Regions from separate parts of the Gossypium hirsutum genome. Here region 2 is linked to region 1. The links are chromatin contacts, called in public Hi-C maps. All regions are on one chromosome and are shown on one strand. Each heading gives the region's core, a stretch centred on a gene start, on an enhancer-like site or on the middle of the called end of the contact. The rest is flanking DNA. Distances are from core to core; before and after follow the strand shown. Region 1 holds the start of LOC107935881. Region 2 holds the start of LOC107942574 (katanin p60 ATPase-containing subunit A-like 2).

Region 1 (3,236 bases), core at 53-2,552:
TGACGAATTAATGACTTAATCGATTCGATTATTGGTCCGGTTCATGGGTAGGGCTATTTTTCTACGCTTGAAGACTCGTTCAAAATTTGGGAGGGTTTGGGTAAAAATATTATGCCCGAAAAATGGGCTTAAGTAAAAAATTAAGCCCGTTTAAAATATGAGTCGGGCTTGGGCTTGAACATTCAAGGCTCGAGCCCAGCCCGGCCTGACCAATTTTTAAGTTTATAATACTTTATATTATACTATTTTTGTATATTATGTAATTTAGAACACATTAAAAAAATAAACTTATACTAAATATATAATACTACTCTAATGTAAACATTAAAATAATATGAAGATGACTATATAAAAAATTTCAATAAATAAAAAATGTATAAAATTATTAAATATTAAAATAATATTGTAAACGGGCCAATTTGCCCGGTCCACGTCAGAACCAAAATACAAAATAAAGAAACAAAAAACCAATAATTAATTAAATGTCCTTTTACAGTCCAAAGCCCAAAATTAATTCAAGACCCTAAAACCCAAATAACCCCAAATTAAACCCCAAAATTACATCAGCCCAAATAGCCCAAAAATTTTAGAACAGGCAGAACTCTAGGGTTCTCTCCTTTGCGCCACAGCCAAGCCTCCAGCACCGTACACTCCGTACCATCCAGCAACCACGCCCGCGCCAGCACAGCCCCGTACTCGCGCCAACGCATGCTCCGTACTTGCAAACAAATGGGGCAAACACAGCAGCAAATACAAATAAAGAACAAAAATTGTATTCTTTTTTTTATTTTATTTTTTGAACATTCAGCTATAAAGACTAGGATTTTCGATTGTAAATGGGTTCCTTTTTATGAACACACGCACATTTACAAACACAGAGACAATCGCAATCAATCGAAAAACAGAGAAGGTGATTTTCCTTTTCTTTTTAATCCTCTGTTCTTTTTACTTATTTCAATCGATTTCTTTATCATTTTACACCAAAAAAAGGTCAAAAAAAAGCAAGAGAAAAGGAACGAAACTTACCTGCGTTTGATGCCTTCGAATCCTCACTTGTTTCGCCGCGATCGAAACCAAGTGGCGATTCGGGGTTTGTGAGCAGGACACACGAGTCTTTCGGTCCGATGAAGCCTTGATTGACTCTTGAATGAGTCGAAAGGAGAGGCAGGAGAACAGACCTTCGAAGGGCTGTTAAACGGCGAAGGGTTGGGGGCACCCTAGTTTTTTTTTTCTTTCTTGCTTTTTGAAAATGGCTGCACACCCTTTTAGGGTTTATTTCGGTGACCATAAGGGCCCTTCAGACGTCACCGTTTTAGGCTAAATTAATGGCCTCAAAACGACTGCGTTCAAGGCTACAGCCCGATGACCCGACCCGCACACGCTCAAGATCCCCGTGTCTAGTTGCTGATGGGATATTTTCAACAGAGGTCCCTCCTCTTTTGCGCTGCATCTCAATTAGCTATTTTGTATTTCTTTTGTTTTTTTAATTCGTCCTGTAATTTGCGCTTATTTGCAATTAGATCCGAGCCTTTGCATATTGCCAGTTTTAGTCCCTTTGCATTTGCACGCATGGCATATTGGTCCCTGTCGTCATTATTTTTTTATTTCCTAATTTTCCCCTTGTTTTAATTTAATTTTAATTAAATCCTTTTAGTTTATAACTTTTATTCTTAATTACTTATTTGTACAATTGTTTTGAAGATTTTTTTTTATGTTAATATTTCGTATTTCTTTTATTTTCTATATATATATTTGTACATGCATAATTTTGTTTTGTTTTATAAAGTCATCATTTTAAATTTCTTTTTTTTTGCGTTAAGCTATTTTAATATCCTTTTATAACTTTTTGTTTAAATATTAATATATATGTATACTTTGTATTAAAGTTAATTTTATTTTATATGTACATATTATTAACCTTATACTATTTTACGTACATGATTTCTTTTAAATTTATTCTTGTATTTTTGTTATATAATCCTACATGATGTGTCTTTTAAATCATTATTATCATAAGTGTGTATATATTTATTAATGACTGTATTTCATCTAGATATATATTTCTAAATCTATACGTTTTATACATATAGTTTTCTTATATATATAAGCACATTCTTAAAGCTATTATATAATTTATTATAAAATTAACTTAACCTTGTATGTATTTCTATGTTTTTACAAATAATTGTTTTTAAAGTTATTTATGTATATATGTTCTGTAAATCTATTGTGTATATTACCTAGGATTATATTTTATCATGCATTCTTGCTATTTTTTTATATACTACATATGTTATTTAAATTTTATTTTATTGTGTGTATTTTAGCCAATATTTTTAACACTTTATACATTATGTATTTTTTAAAAAAATATTCATTCTATAACACATTTTTTAATGATTGCATGTGTATATTAAGCTTGTCTTTACAAATGTTTTCTAATTTATCAATCCATCAATTCATATAGTGTGTATCATGTACTTATCATTGTTTTAAAATAGTTTTATACCATGTTGCTTCTTTGGTTTGCATTTTGTTTTGTACATCTAGTAGTAACCATTTTATATTATGACATGTATGTTGTCGTTGCATATTATTTATTCATTGCTTTATATTGTCATGTTAATTATTCTCTATGCATGATCGAAATTGAATTATATTTTCAAGTTAGTTATACTTAGTTGTTTAAGTGCTTGTTAGTTGACTAAATAAATTGCATTATCTTCATTCTTCCATTGTCATACTTTTATGCGTACATATATTATCCCATATCATTGTTTTCCACTTAGTTTACGAAATGTGGTTTTATAAAATCCAAATTTTTATGACTTGTTTCGTCTTATTTCGAGTCGAATTAATGCGATTTAAGTTAATTTTATAATCAGTCATGTTTTCTAAAAATCCTTTAAAACGAAGGCGATGTTCGATATTTAGAAATTCGCGGAATCGTGCCCTAACGTGCTGGGTTGCAATTTCTCGTTTGCTCAAAATAATCGAATGTCCCTTTGGAATTTCATTCATGTTTCCTAAAAACTCTTTAAAACGAAGGTAATACTCGATGTTTGGCAATTTGGGAATCGTGCCTTATCGTGCTGGGTTGCGATTTCCCGTTTGTTCAAAACAATCGAATATTCCTTTGGAATTTCACCCATGTCTTTAAAGATTCTATAAAACGAAGGTAATATTTGATGTTTGGCAATTCGGGGAATCGTGCCCTATCGTGCTGGGTTGCGATT
Region 2 (3,157 bases), core at 160-2,659, 130 kb after region 1:
GTTTTGATAAGTTAGTAAACTTCAACTGGATTTATGATTAATAATAATAGCAAAGTATCTTTTAAATTAATAAGAAACAAATTTAAAGAAGTAATTGGAAGAAGTATTAATAAATTTCCATTTTAAGCAATTTGATTGAATTAGAATTTTGGAGTCATCATCCAAAAAATTAATATTTTCAATAAAAAACAATATAATAGAAATTTTCTATAAAAAATTGGAAAATAATAGGAAAATTTGAGCTATTTATTACTTAATAAGTAATATTTTCAATTAATAGAATAAAATGAAATGCTTAAAATTTAAGTATAAAATGTAGAATTTTATTTTATTTTTATAATTTAAAATTTATATTTATCAATCAATCTATGTTTCATTCTAAGTAATATATCAAAAAAATTTATAATTTAAATTCAGTAGTTAAATTACTTAATTTTTCAAGTCATCAACAGTAGCTTAGACTGTTAAATGGATGAAAATAGCTGTAAAAATGATGTACGAAGAAGAATTTAGATATAAAATAACTTGGAGGGTAGAAATATAAGTTTTATTTGGAAATTTATATTTTAACGTATTGTGATTTTTTAAGAATTCATTTGTTAGAAATGTAATATAAAATAGGTTAAGTTTTGTTATTAGTCCATGTACTTTGTAAAAGTTATAGATTTAGTCCTTGTAGTTTTAGTTGATCATTTTAGTCTTTGTACTTTTCAAGTTGGTCACTTTTAGTCCCAATACTTTTTAATTTTTGAAAATTTAGTCTCGACATGAATAATAGTAATTAAATCTGTTTGATTAAATTTAATTCATACAGTTATATATTTAATCCATTTTCTAGAATTAGATCATTATAAGTCCCTATACTTTTCAAATTTTGAAATTTTAGTCTTATCGCAAATTATAGTCGTTAGTCCATTAACTGAATTTTTAGTGAGTAATATGTGAAAATAATAAACCGACATGGTATTACACATGATAACATGTCTGGCACATCATGTCTTAGAAATAGTAGAATTTTATTTAATGAATTTAACAGTTACTATTTGGTGAGGATTGCAATTTTAACCTTTGAAAAGTATAATGACTAAAAATGACTAAATAAAAATATAGGGATTAAATCCACAACTTGACAAAAATTGACAAAAAATATAAAATTGAGGACTAAAAATATTATTTAAATCCACAACTTGACAAAAATTGACAAAAAATATAAAAATTGAGGACTAAAAATTTTATTATACCAACTAAAAAAATTGCCAGAGCGGAGTGAGAACAACAATTTCGAAATGTTTAATGATTAAATTGTAACTTATTTTAATTAAGTGACCAAAAATAGAACATACCCATAATTTAGTGACTAATGTTAGCTTACCCTCAATTTTATTTAATTTATTTTCCCATTTTGTCTCGTGAGCAAAGTTTTTAAAGCATGTGCTCAGTAAACTGATCTTCTGCACCCTACTTCCAGTCTTTTGGTAGTTTATACTTAACATCAACAAAAGATATGAGATCTGAGTGAAAATTTAATTTTCGTAAATCTCTCCTTTTCTGGTACTCGTTTCTTCTTCTTCTTCTTCTTCTTCTTCTTCTTCTTCTGCTATTATCCAAAGCGCAGATTTTAATTTTACTTCAACAATGGCCGATGAACCTTTGCCCTCTCGCTGGTCTTTTCTGGTACTCGATCTCTTTCTCTCATTTTTCCTGTTTGATTGCAGTAACGAATTTGACAATGAAAACTCACTGAACTGAACTGCATGAAGTTTATTTGACTTGCTTCTATTGACTTTACTCTTCTTTAATAAAAATTTACTCATTTCTTTAGCTTAAATTGCTTTGGATTTTATAAACTTCTTTTTGTTGTTGTTGCTTCCTTTTCTTTATGCTCTTTGAATTTGTGAACCGTGATCTAACTGTATGAAGCAATGTAGAGAAGAATAAGGGGAAAAGAGAGAGAGAGAGTAAAGTTCAAAGCATTTTATTGAAGTGATAATATGATTATTTACTGGATTTTAAAATGTTCTACGATGCCAAGTTTGGGAGGAAGAGATTAGCTGAGCCACAAGATGATCAAGCTGCCGATGCGCCCGTCTCCAATGGCACTGATTCGAATGTGACCTCTAATGGAAACCATTCTGTCAAGAACACGTCTGAAATGGCTATTTACGAGCAGTACCGAAAACAGGTATATTTTTTTAGCTTTTTAAATGTAAAAAAAAAAGGAAGCATTTTTGTGTATTTCTTAATTGTTTTGCTTCTTTATTGTTCTGTATTGTCTTGAGGATGCGAACGGGGTGCACTCTAATGGTGCGGTGTCTAATGGATTTGATTCAAGACCGTATGTTCATTTCTTCCTCTGATTCGCAACATAATAAATTTGTTTATTTACACTTTAGAATATGTATATTTCTCAACATTGATAACTCCGATTAACATTCTTATGGTTAATGAGAATCAAGAATAATTCTCCAGTTCTTCAGAAAATGACGATTTTGATGTTTCCGTTTCTTTTGTCAAGGCAAAAGTCTCTTCTTCCTGCTTTTGAAACTGCAGAAATGCGTGCTTTAGGGGAGAGTTTGAGTAGGTAATTATAAAAACCAGGAACTTCATTGGTGGTAGAAATGAAGTTTTAGCTCTAGTGGTTTATTCTTTGACATTAAAAATTTTGTCTACTTCATATCATCTTACATCATCCCTTTCAGGGACATTGTTCGAGGAAATCCAGATGTTAAGTGGGAAAGCATAAAGGGGTTAGAGAGCGCTAAACGTTTGCTTAAAGAAGCTGTCGTTATGCCAATAAAATATCCCAAGTAAGTGTTTTTATTCTTAGAAAAGGAGTCATCTGTTTTTTCTCGACTGCTTGATTATTTTTTCTGAGTCTATAATAATCTGTCATTTTGTGAATTTTTGTTATCTGTGTTGTATTTAAACCTACCATTGTGCAGTTTTCCCATTATTTAAGTTTCATTTTGTCATATGAAGTGAATAAAGTGGGCAACGTGTTTGCCCAATTGAGTAGAAATTTTTCATAAGAAAATTTTCAAGGCACTCTGTGCGTGAATCCTACATTTAGCGTAAAGCTTAATAGAACTGCAAAGGGCTACAACTTCCATTCTATTACAATGTTATCAAGTTGGTAAGATTCCAAAGCTGGTACTCT

Evidence for each region. A called contact is a pair of places that touch in the nucleus more often than the background predicts.
Region 2: a Hi-C map of leaf shows a contact between it and region 1, with 2.3 times the contacts expected there. The contact joins the promoter of LOC107942574 here to the promoter of LOC107935881 in region 1. A contact is called at or near these places in 7 of 34 Hi-C or Micro-C datasets (cotyledon, hypocotyl and leaf).

Annotation. Positions count from the first base shown.
Region 1 is chrA10:3,801,683-3,804,918 of Gossypium_hirsutum_v2.1, forward strand. LOC107935881 reads right to left here and starts at 1,303. Exons shown (of 2, transcript XM_016868510.2): 1 at 1,027-1,303; 2 at 363-718. The coding sequence starts at 1,288. The coding sequence ends at 564.
Region 2 is chrA10:3,934,570-3,937,726 of Gossypium_hirsutum_v2.1, forward strand. LOC107942574 (katanin p60 ATPase-containing subunit A-like 2) reads left to right here and starts at 1,410. Exons shown (of 11, transcript XM_016876273.2): 1 at 1,410-1,674; 2 at 2,033-2,182; 3 at 2,280-2,335; 4 at 2,516-2,581; 5 at 2,700-2,807. The coding sequence starts at 1,636.